2 separate regions of the Macaca mulatta genome follow, and region 1 is linked to region 2. The links are chromatin contacts, called in public Hi-C maps. All regions are on one chromosome and are shown on one strand. Each heading gives the region's core, a stretch centred on a gene start, on an enhancer-like site or on the middle of the called end of the contact. The rest is flanking DNA. Distances are from core to core; before and after follow the strand shown.

The links. A called contact is a pair of places that touch in the nucleus more often than the background predicts.
Region 1: a Hi-C map of liver shows a contact between it and region 2, with 3 times the contacts expected there. The contact joins the promoter of NEK5 here to the promoter of ATP7B in region 2. A contact is called at or near these places in 4 of 14 Hi-C or Micro-C datasets (CD4 T cells, fetal cortex germinal zone, fibroblasts and 1 more).

What each region holds. Positions count from the first base shown.
Region 1 is chr17:31,359,442-31,365,663 of T2T-MMU8v2.0, reverse strand. It overlaps NEK5 (NIMA related kinase 5), which reads left to right and starts at 2,342. Exons shown (of 23, transcript XM_015121121.3): 1 at 2,342-2,409; 2 at 2,500-2,638. The coding sequence starts at 2,522.
Region 2 is chr17:31,247,461-31,253,563 of T2T-MMU8v2.0, reverse strand. It overlaps ATP7B (ATPase copper transporting beta), which reads left to right and starts at 4,304. Exons shown (of 23, transcript XR_013407653.1): 1 at 4,304-4,712; 2 at 5,183-5,287. ALG11 (ALG11 alpha-1,2-mannosyltransferase) reads right to left here and starts at 4,182. Exons shown (of 4, transcript NM_001190890.2): 1 at 4,139-4,182. The coding sequence starts at 4,182.

The DNA of each region.
Region 1 (6,222 bases), core at 1,093-3,592, 110 kb before region 2:
CCTGCCCCGGCCACTCCCAATTCACATATTGAAATCTAACACCAGTAACTCACAATGAGACTGTATTCGGAGATAGAGACTTTAAAGATGCAATGAGATCAAAATGAGGCCTTTGGTTCAGTCCTAATCCAATTTGACTATAGTGCTTGTAAGAAGAGGAAATTTTTTGTGGCAGGGACGGGGAGGGGATGGCGGAGAGATGATTTTAAGAAGGAAAAGTAGTGATGTAAACTTATGATTTTTAAAATAGCTTTTTTGTGGGCTTTTGCATGTGTGTGATGGACGATGGAGGGTACCATATCACTGTAGTGTTTAGATTCAATTGGATATATTTTACTTGCGTCACTATTTACAATTGCTGGAAAATACATTTTTTTCAACTACTTAAACGTTTTAGCTGCTTGATGTGCAAATCCAGAATGGGGCAGGGTGGGATAGGGAGGGGGCGTGCGTGCAGACGCTTGGGCAGCGCCGGTTGCGTTAGAAAGTCCTTGGCAGGCCGCCGCTGTGGCCCAAAGAGTAGGAAGCGGTTCCAGTCTCACGTCCACCTCTTGGCAATATTTGAGATCTTGTACAAGAAACACTCTTCCTGTCTTAGTTTAGCTTATTTGTAAAACTAGGAGACTACTGCCTTGCGGGGTTGTAAAGAAAAGAGAGAACGTTTGCGAAGCGTCTGGTGCACCGTAAGCGAGAGCGGGGAGCGCTACTGTAGAGTGCAACGCAAAGCAATCCCGACCCAAGGCAACGGGACGGTGTGGGGCTGGCTCTGTCGGGTCTCCAAACTCCCTGGCGCCTGACCCTGCCTCGCGGTGGACTGTGTGGACGGGTCCCCAGGCCATTCCAGCCTCGCGCCCCGCCCGCGTTTCCTTGCGCGGCTCCGCCCGGCCGCGGGGAGGTGCAGCGGCCCCGGGAACCCGGATCCTTCTGAGACGCTTAGTTGGCCCCGCGGAGCCGGCGGAGCAGGTATGCTGCAGGGGCCGCCCTTAGTCCTTGCCTGGAGCCGCCACAGGGCTTCAGGAACTGGGCAGGGTGGGGGAAAGGGATAGAGTCTCTGCCTGGGGCGGCGGGGGCGGCCCAGAAAAGGCCTAGCGTCCCGGGCGCGTCGGTCTCTATGGCAACGCTCCTCACGCTGAGCGCGGGTCCCGGTAAGCGTCTTGCCACCCACCCGCGGCCGCCTCCAGGGGCGGCCCTAGGGGAGAAGGAATTTTCCTAACTTGGGGGCTTCCACCCTCTGGTGCCACTTGGGCGGGAGGGTCGCGGGCCCTCAGTTCCCAGCTGGTCACCCCTGGCCCCTAGTCTGTATGCGTTTCTCTCAGAACCCCGTCCTCCGGTGTCTGCAGCCTCTCCTGGCTGCGGAGCTGGTTCCCAGCCCCCTGCAACCTAATTGTACCCACTTCCTACCGTGACATGAAATTATTCGAAAACAACCCCCCGCTCACCCCATTAACAACAACAGCAACAACAGCAACAAAACTGTATTATGCCCTAACTGTAGCATAAAGAGGAAACAGAAGGAAAGCAATAAGTAAGAAAGTACATATTTCAATCTGAAAATGCTCGACACTACTACCCTTGGCAAAAGTAGAGAAGCAGCCAGTAGCCGCGCCTGGGCAGTCGCCTGAACGTGATGGCAGCAAATGCAGATTGTTAGGTCTCCGGGACCAGGGGCAGCGTGGCCAGTGAAGGGCGTGATTTTCCCAAATGGTGAACAATTCTTGGTAAACCTCCAAACCAAACAAAGTGCAATCAAGCCTTGATTTACATGTAGTTGCATTCCTTGAAAAAAAAAAAAAATCAGTGTTCATTAAAACTGCAAAAATGCTTAGCATTTCGATGTAAAATAGTTTGGTTGTAGCCACAGATAATTACAAATGGATTTTTCCGCACACATGAGTGTATAGGAAGACTCTACAAGATTGTAGGGCCGCAGGGTAATCCTTTATTGTGCGGGACTGTCTGTCGGATCGCAGAATCCTAGCATCTCAGGCCCCAACCACCTGTCCATCTCTTGCCTCTGAATCTCGGGGAAACAGCTTCCCCACCCCCATATATTTCCAAAATTCCCCCTAGGGGGCAGTACGTCCCCATTAAGAAAGGCTGGACTGTGAAAAGTACACAAGCCTAAGGACATTCCTGCTTTATAAAGCTGCCAAGCACCGGATATGTAGTATCTTTCATTCTCAGAACAAACTTGCAAAACAGATATTGTTATTCCGTTTTAGAAATTAGGAAAGTGCGGTTTTGCCAAGTTAAGTGACTTACCCAGGAACGCAGGGCAAAAGTGTATCAAAGCTGAGCTATGACCCATGTCTGACCAAGAAACTCTGTTTCATTTCAGTTGTTATCTGTGGCCACAAGGAAAGTTACTTGTCTCTGTCTTGGCAACGCTGGGAGGAAAGTTTTATCAAAGTGAGTTCTTTTACACTTTAGTCATCAATTTTCTGACTTTTTTAGTCTTTATGAGACATGTGTGATAAATTTACATTACTCTAATTCCAGGAACCTCACCCCATTGGAGACCATGGATAAGTACGATGTGATTAAGGCCATCGGGAAAGGTGCCTTCGGGAAAGCATACTTAGCTAAAGGGAAATCAGATAGCAAGCACTGTGTCATAAAAGAGATCAATTTTGAAAAGGTAAAGTTAAGAAGTTCAAATATCTGTTAATTTTCAGTGGGATATTCAGCTGGCTTTTAATCCAATATAAAAAGGAAATTTTTATTTTTTATAATTACGAATTTTAAGCCATAATTGATTTTTGTTAATTCAACCTTCTAAGTCCGTTGTTCAAACACAACCAATGATCTTGTTTTTAAAAAGAGGCTGGACACAGTGGCTCACCCCTATAATCGCAGCACTTTTGACGGCCAAAGTGGAAGGATTGTGTGAAGCCAGGAGTTCAAGATAGCCTGGGCAACATAGTTGCCTACAAAAAAAAAATTTTTTTTAATGAAAATAGAAAAGAAATAAGATCACCTCTCTGTGGCTCCTATGGCCCTCCTTAGGGTGCCCTGAAAGGCCCTATGAGATGCCAGCCTCCTGTGTTGCCCTGACTTTTCTCTGTGGTGCACTTCCTCTCTCCTTATTCAGGTCCTCAACAAGGGGTTTTCTGCAAACATCCTAGCTAATGTAGCTCCCCAGCCACAATCACACCTTATCACCTTATCACACCACCCTGGTTTTCTGGTTTCTTTTTTGTTTTTCTTTCTTTTCTTTTTTTTTTTTTTTTTTTTTTGTTAGGGGGAATCTCGCTCTGTCACTTAGGCTAGAGTACAGTGGCATGATCTCAGCTCACTGTAGCCTCCACCTCCAGGGTTCAAGCAATTCTCCCACTTCAGCCTCCCGAGTAGCTGGACTACAGGTGCATGCCACCACGCTTGGCTAATTTTTTGTATTTTTAGTAGAGATGGAGTTTCACCATGTTGCCCAGGCTGGTCTTGAATTCCTGAACTCAAGTGATCTGCCTGCCTCAGCCTCCCAAAGTGCTGGCATTACAGGCATGAGCCTCTGCTCCTGGCCTGGCTTATTTTCTTACTAGCATAATGCTCTGTAATTACTTTGCTCTCTTAATTATTCATTTGTTTATTGCTTGTCTTCCTCAGTATGCAGAACAGTTCCTGACACATAATAGATGCTAAACAAATTTATTGAGTGCACTGAATGAATAGAGGAAAACCATGTGTAATTGTTGGTCTAATGAGTTTGGAAAATAAATATAGTTAATTAAAAATTAATCATTTTTGCTAAATCCACCTTAGTCAGTGTTTATGTCACCCTCTTTAGTGATACATTCATTTCAAAATATATTGGGACAATAATGTCCATTGTTTGCTAGAATTAATTTTAAGGCAAGTCTTGTTGGTCAGCTTCTAGAGAATTTATAAATGAGAGTAGCATAAAAAGTTCCATACAAAGCGTGTGCAAAATGGACTACCCAAGTTACACCATGTGAATATACTTAATGCCATTGAATTGTACACTTAAAAATTTGGTTAAAATGATATAAATTTTATTTTACCACAAAAAAATTGCAAGAAAACCTACCCAAACTGAAAGCTCAAGAGTAGATAACTGGCTTCCAGGGATAATGATTTATTTCCCAATATAGGTCTCTTTTGTGAATCCATGGCATATTCATAATAATGTCCTCTATTCTAGTCTAGCTTCCTTCCGTGACATTATTCTGCTCACTCTCTTTTGTTTATCTGACTGCTCTCCCTCAGGCTTATCTCTCTCTTCACCCTCTATATGTCCTCAACCATGTGTCCTTTTCTGACCTTCTCTTTCTGTCCATTGTCACCTAAACTGCCCCACTTCAGTGTTTACCACTAAGTAGATCACTCTTAAATCTCTGTCTCTACCCCTGACATCATTCAGTACCCTAGTTCTGCATTTCTTCTGCCAGCTAGATAACTTCAGGTAATATCTGTGTTATTATTATTATTATTATTATTATTATTTTGAGATGGAGTCTCGCTGTGTCGCCCAGGCTGGAGTGCAGTGGTGCGATCTCGGCTCACTGCAAGCTCCACCTCCCAGGTTCACGCCATTCTCCTGCCTCAGCCTCCCAAGTAGCTGGGACTATAGGTGCTCGCCACCACGCCTGGCTAATTTTTTGTATTTTTAGTAGAGACAGGATTTCACCATGTTAGCCAGGATGGTCTCCATCTCCCGACCTCATGATCCACCTGTCTCAGCCTCCCAAAGTGCTGGGATTACAGGCGTGAGCCACCTCGCCTGGCCAATATCTGTGTTATTAATCTATTGCTGTGTAACATATTATCCCAAACTTAGTGGCTTAAAGAATAAACATTTATTATCTTGGAGATCCTGTGCATCAAGAATTTAGGATGATGATCATTGAGACCACCTTGGAGGCTAGGTATCACAATTGTACCCAAAAACAAGTATTAATAGCAATTCTTCCTTGTTGTAAGCAGACCCACTTCACCTCCTATGTGCTGCGCTGTATTAATGTCATCAATGTCCTTATGGCTGCCAGCCTCAAAACCTTGGGATCATTTGTGAGCTTATTCCTTCTCCACATTCAATTATTTGGTGAATACTGTTGACTCTTCCCCTTCCTTGAATTTGCTTCAGTCCTTTTGTCGAGGGCCTGGATCACTTGGATCCTTCAAGTGGCTCCAGCCCAATTTTGATAGTGCTCCAGCCATGCCCCTAAACCTTCACTGGGACAGAGGCTGTAAAGAAAGAGTTGCCTAGGTTTGACTACATAAAAATAGAAAACGTTTGTATGTCAAAACAAACACTATAAATAAATTCAAAGAAAACTGAAAAGGTGCCAAAAATATTTGCAAGTATTGACTTAATGGTGTTAACCTTTTATTAAGTCAATAAAAAGTTAAAATCCATGTATGAAGTCATCATACAAAAATTTGAAACTCATTAGAAAACTAAGAAATTAGGAGTTTATTCAAAGAAAAACCCCACAGATAAAGTTAGAAAACAAATGTCCAACTGTAGGTAATTTGTTAAGTAATTTATAAAAAACTAGGTGGCTATTAGAAATCATGTTGTAGGTAAAGCATTGACATGGGGAAAATTTCAATGTTCGCAATGTTTGAGAAAATAGTAAGTGTAGAATGATATAATCTTTGTAAAAATATATATATTCTCCATATATATGTATACCTACAAATATGTTCATATATGTACAAAGAAAAAGAGACACAGATTGTTATTATTGAGGTAGAAAGTGGGGTTTGCCTGGTGCATTTTTTTTTTTTTCTTTTGAGACGGAGTCTCGCTCTGTCGCCCAGGCTGGAGTGCAGTGGCGCAATCTTGGCTCACTGTAAGATCTGCCTCCCAGGTTCACACCATTCTCCTGCCTCAGCCTCCTGAGTAGCTGGGACTACAGGCACCTCCCATCACGTCTGGCTAATTTTCTGTATTTTCAGTAGAGATGGGGTTTCATTGTGTTAGCCAGGATGGTCTCAATTTCCTGACCTCGTGATCCGCCCATCTCAGCCTCCCAAAGTGCTGGGATTACAGGCGTGAGCCACTGCGCCTGGCCTGCCTTGTGCATTTTTTCTTTCTTTCTTTCTTCTTTTTTTTTTTTTTGAGACAGGGTTTCATTCTGTTGCCCAGGCAGGAGTGCAGTGGCATCATCATAGCTCACTGTAACCTCGAACAAGCCATCCTCCTGCCTCAGCCTCCTGAGTAGCTAGGACTGCAAGCATGCGCCACCACACCCAGGTAAT
Region 2 (6,103 bases), core at 3,055-5,554:
AGCTCTATGTTGGCCCCTTTCAGCCATAACTGGAGCAGCTGGGACACAGGGTGCCAAGTCCTTACGCTGCACACAGCACAGGGACCCTGGGCCCGGCCCACAAAACCACTTTTCCCTCCTGGGCCTCCAGGCCTGCGATGGAAGAGGCTGCCGTGAAGGTCTCTGACATGGCCTGGAGACATTTTTCCCCATGGTCTTGGGGAGTAACATTAGGCGCCTTGCTACTTATGCAAATTTCCGCAGCCAACTTGAATTTCTCCTCAAAAAATGGGTCTTTCTTTTCTACTGCATTGTCAGGCTGCAAATTTTCTGAACTTTTATGCTCTGTTCCCCTATTAAAATGGAATGCTTTTTAACAGCATCCAAGTCACTTCTTGAATGCTTTGCTGCTTAGAAATTTCTTACACCAGATACCCTAAATCATCTCTTTCAAGTTCAAAGTTCCACAAATCTCTAGGGCAGGGGCAAAATGCCTCCAATCCCTTTGTTAAAACATAAGAAAAGTCACCTTTCTCCAGTTTCCAACAAGTTCTTCATCTCCATCTGAGACCACCTCAGCCTGGATTTCACTGTTCATATTACTGTCCGCATTTTGTTCAAAGCCATTCAACAAGTCTCTAGGAAGTTCCAAACTTTCCCACATTTTCCTTCTTCTTCTGAGCCCTCCAAACTGTTCCAGCCTCTGCCTGTTGCCCAGTTCCAAAGTCGCTTCCACATTTTTGGATATCTCTTCAGCAGTACACCACTCTACTGGTACCAATTTACTATATTAGTTCGTTTTCATGCTGCTGATAAAGACATACTTGAAACTGGGAATAAAAATAGGTTTAACTGGATTTACAGTTCCACACGGCTGTGAGGCCTCAGAATCAAAGCGGGAGGTGTAAGGCACTTCTTACATGGTGGCAGCAAGAGAAAAATGAGAAAGAAGCAAAAGCAGAAACCCTTGATAAACCCCATCAGATCTCGTGAGACTTATTCACTATCACGAGAATAGCACGGAAATGACTGGCCCCCATGATTCAATTACCTCCTCCTGGGTCCCTCCCACAACACATGGGAATTCTGGGAGATAAAATTCAACTTGAGGTTTGGGTGGGGTCATGGCCAAACCATATCACATAGTTTTCACTGCCCACATGAAAACATACGAATTCATCAGAAAAGTAAATTTTGCTTTTTTTAGATACAGGGTCTCACTCTGTCACCCAGGCTGGAGTGCAGTGGTGCAATCATAGCAATCACTGCAGCCCCAAACTCCTTGGCTCAAGCGATCTCCTGCCTCAGGCTCCTGAGAAGCTGGGACTACAGGTGCATGCTACCACACCCAGCTAATTAAAAATTTTTTTTTGTAGAAATGGGGTTTTTCTATGTTGCCCAGGCTGGTCTCAAACTCTTGGCCTCAAGTAATCCTCCTGCCTTGGCCTTCCAAAGCATTGAGATTACAGGCATGAGCTGCTGCACCTGGCCGGAAGTAAATATTTTATTGATATTTAGTTTTGAAATGAAGTTCTCATGTGGGATTTCCTACTGTGAACAAATCCTCATTTGTTCCTATTGTGAACAAATCTCATGTGGGATTTCCTATTGTGTACTTGAAGAGGTATTTGACTCTATTTGAAATCCCACACGAGCACTTTATTTCAAAGCTAAAATAATTGGTCTAAAATAATTTGGTCTTTATAGTCTTTACACACCTTTATACCCTTAAAAATTTTACTGAAGATCCAATCTTTTGTTTACATCAGAGTTTCTCATCCTTGACACTACTGACATTTTGGACTAAATAATTCTTTGTTGGGGAGGTTGTACTATGTATTATATTTAGTAGCATCTTTGGTCTTGACCCACTAGATGCCAGTAGCACCCTCCCAATCAAAATTATCAGTTGGGCATGGTGGCTCATGCCTGTAATCCCAATACTTTGGGAGAATGAGATGGGAGGATTGCTTGAGCCCAGGAGTTCCAGGCTGTAGTAAGCTATGATCGTGCCACTGCACTCCAGCCTGGGCAACAGAGCAAGACTCTATCTCTAAAACAATGTAATTAAAAAAAAAACAAAAAACCCCTCCAGATATTGCCAAATGCCATATGCCTTGTGAAGGGCAAAAATCACCCCAATTGAGAACCAGTGGTTTACACTGTTTATATCTACCAATATTTAGCATATAAGAAATGAAAACTAAAGAACTTTAAAATTTTTATGAATTCATTTGAAAATAAAAATTCTTTCATAACACATTAAGTGAATGTTTTTATTAAAAAACAATATTTTCCAAAGCAAAAAAAGAAATTTAGCAAGAAGGGTGCCAATGATTTACATTTTTTGCAAATCTTTTTAATGTCTGGCTTGATGTGAAACCAGACAGTGGCTCCTCTTTTCTGTTTCTGCATTCAATCTGTAGTGATAAGTTGTTTTTGTTGAAGTATATGAAGAAAATTCAGGCTAACTTAGATATGTAGTAGGAAAAGGGAGTATATTTTAATACATATTGAGCTTACATTTAAAATATATTTAATTTTTCACCTAGTTACAGATATTGTTCTTTGATGCTAGGCCACATTTGACAAGTTATGCAATTTCTTAATGTCAGTTGCAATGCAGACTCTGAAATCCTATTAATGACCTTTTCACACTGTTAATTAAAATCCACTATCACTTAGTTTTATCCGCTATCACTTTTGCACTTCTCAACACAGTAAAATAGGCAAATATTACCTTAATGTTATTACAAAAACAGATTTGTTGAGGACCCATTGAAGGGCCTCGGGACCTGCATGGTTCATGGAACACAATTAAGAACCACTGCCTTAAAGGACGAACACAGTCTGACAAAAGTGGTAAGATTTACCATTTATTTAACATTTGGAATGTATGAATTAATAAAAGCAACACTACAGAGGACAGTTTGTTTTCTCAGGACAAGCTTTCAAAAGCTTATTTAAAATGCAGCTACCCCATAATGAAAAGACGTTTCTGGCAATTCCTTCAAATAATTTAGGTGGGAAAATTAATGTGATAGGCTTTTCAAACTGAACTATTAAACATTTAACTTAAAAGCTGAATAATGACTAAAGTTAAACCTGTCCTTTAAGTCTGGTTAGTGAGTTTATTTAGCCATTATAATGTAAAGCACTGAGGAATATTCCCTATGGCAGGGAAGAACCAAAAGGCTCTGATAATAGACTTTCTCATTCAAAATGTTTAAAGTAATGATTACAGAATTTGAAGTAGAGGGGACAAAAATGAAGAAGTGCCTGAACTTTTGAGAGAATTAGGTACATACTGCTATTCAGAAAGCTATGGTGTTAATTATAAATTTTCAGCCTGAACAAAAATATGTAGGTGGTAAAAAAAGCTAGGTAGGTAGAATATACTAGGCTTTCTGTTTTATTAGTGGAGGGCAAGGCATTTAAAATTCAGTAGTACTACAACAACAAAGGTGGAAAAAAGTATGGGAGTTTTTTCACCAAAATGTTAACAGTGGCTATCTCCGGATGGTAGCACTCCGGGGGGTTTTTCCTTTTACTCATCTATTTGCTAGATTCTTTTTCTAGAAGAAACAGCGTATACACGTAATACAAATAAAATAATATTTTATGCAACTTCTTACATCAATCATAAAAATTAAAATAACAGATTATCAAAAAGCAGAGGATTCAACATAAGCTTTATATTGAAGTGACGTGTTAACAATGGCACTTTTGGTGAGTTTAAGAGGAGAAACTAAGAGATGAGAAGGAAGATCCGGTTTCTTCTTTACTGAAGAGAGACATGATAGATTGGAAAATGTCTCGTAGCTCAATCGTAAAGAAAAATGAGGAATGAATATGAATAATTTATGACAGACTAACTGGAGTGTGAAAGAGAAAGAAAAAGCTGAAGCAGGAAAGGTAACTCGACCACTCAGCCAACAGTGAAACAGAAGAAAACGCGGTAAATTGAGTTTTTAAGACCTAGTCTGTTCCAGTCTATATAGAACACCCCAAAGAAAAAGGAAGACTGCTCATTGGCCTGAGAAATTACCTTAGATTCATGACAAGGAAGGCCATTTACTCGCAAAATTTAGCCGCACTGGACGGGCAAGTATCACTACAGAAGAGAAAACGTCTGTGAGCCCCACGACCGGCTCCTCACCTCAACAACTTGCACAGGTACCAGCTCCTTTCGCCGTCCGCCATCTTCCGCCGACCCCCGAACTCAGGAAACGCTTCACTTTCCTCTTCTCTATTGGCTCCTGAGAAAGCGAGCCATGCTCGCTCCGCCCTCACGGGCCAATTGCGCGTTACAATTGGTTGCTGGTAGCCGCTTCCCACGGCCTTCCAGCCAATAGAATATGCCGAGACGTAGACTAGTGTTCGGCCTGGCGCACACGGCACCCGCCCCCTTGGGCGGGACAGCAGCGGGGGTTGGGCTCAGGAGGGCGTGGCCTGTGATTGACAGCCGTCGCTCCTTCCCTTGCCCCTCTCCCCAACTGGAAGCCCCCGCCTGGGCGCCTGCGCCCCTCTCTGCGGCCCAGAGCCCGTCGCCCGTTGGAGGCCATTGGCTGGCCTTTGCGCACCGCGGATCGATTTTCCAGGTGCGGAGTTCACTGTCGCCGCGGTTGCTTCCTTTGGGACCCGCGGCGCCCGGCAGTCAGTCGCAGAGTCCGAGGAGGGGGCAGCGCAGAGCGGACCCGACGTGGCGCCACCCGGCACCTTCCCCGCAGACGGTGGGTGAGCCTTGCGAGCTGCGTCTGCTGCCCGGCTCTGCGCCGCTCACCTGCCCTCCCCCTCCCGCACACGCTTGAGATCCCAGTACAGTGTCGGAGCGCACCAGCGCGAGGTGACTGAGACTGCGGAGGAGGACGGGCCTCCGCCCTGCGGCGCCGGCACGGCAGAGGACACTTAGGCACCGGCGGGGCCGGCAGTTCCAGGGCGGGCACTCCCAGCCCCCTGGGGAGTGGGCGAGGGTCCGAGGCCCACTCTCCCCTCGCGCTCTCATCCGCACGCCCCCAGGTCGGGAGGACGGCGGCGCGCAACTTTGAATCATCCGTGTGGCGAGGGCTGCAGCTTCCCCGGTCCCTAATTAAGGGGCGGTTCCCGGACCCCTCTTGGCATTAGAGCCGAGCCGCGCCGATGCCCTCGCGCTCCGCGCATCCCCTCCCCGGATTTTAACACCACACTGTCCTCTGCCGACCAGGTGACCTTTGGCTCTGAGCCGGATCAGAGAAGAATTCGGTGTCCGCGCGGGACGATGCCTGAGCAGGAGAGACAGATCACTGCCAGAGAGGGGGCCAGTCGGAAAGTGAGTTTTGTTACCCCGCTCCCGCGCAGCGAGCTCACTCCCACCAGGAGGACTTCCCTCCCCGTGTCCTACGCTTACTCGACCCCAGGGGGTGCGCAGGCAAGGCCGAGCCAGACCCCCAGCTCCAGGGGCGTCGTGGCGTGGGAGAAAAGGACACTTTAGAAAAAGCGTGCGGTCAACTGGTGTTTGGGAACGATGGAAAACCCCACACCTCAAAATGCATCTTTATGCTTTTAAGGGATCTGATGCTGGAGAGGTAAAATGAGCATCTAGTTGCTGTGCTAGAGCCCTAATGGCTCAAAACGATGAAGTTAGTTACCTGGAGAAGTTACTCAGAGCCTGGTGCTTGGACCAGATATGGTATATCGAGGCCCTGGAACTTTTATAACTGTTTTAAGTTCATTTTAATTGTACAAGTAATACATTAAAACAACCTTTTAAAAATGCAAACAGCACAGAAATATTTTGCACGAAAAGCAGATCTATTTTTCAGTATTTTTCTATTCATGTACGTATGTCTTCATTTGGCAGATATTTATTGAGAACTATGTTTCAGGCACAATGTTGAAGAGTTGATACATGTATCTATATGTAATATGCACACACTCAAGAGAAATCTTTAGGTTTCGTTTGTGTGAGGTGTTAAAATTTTTGTTTTACCTAAATGAGATCACTGTATGTGTATTCTCTAACTTTTTTCAGTTTAACAATGTATCTTAGAGATTGTTTCACTAGCTGTCTAATTCAGTGCAACCTCTGCACAGTTTGAACGCATCATAGTTTATTCATGGTTTCCTAGTGGTGGACATTCTGTTT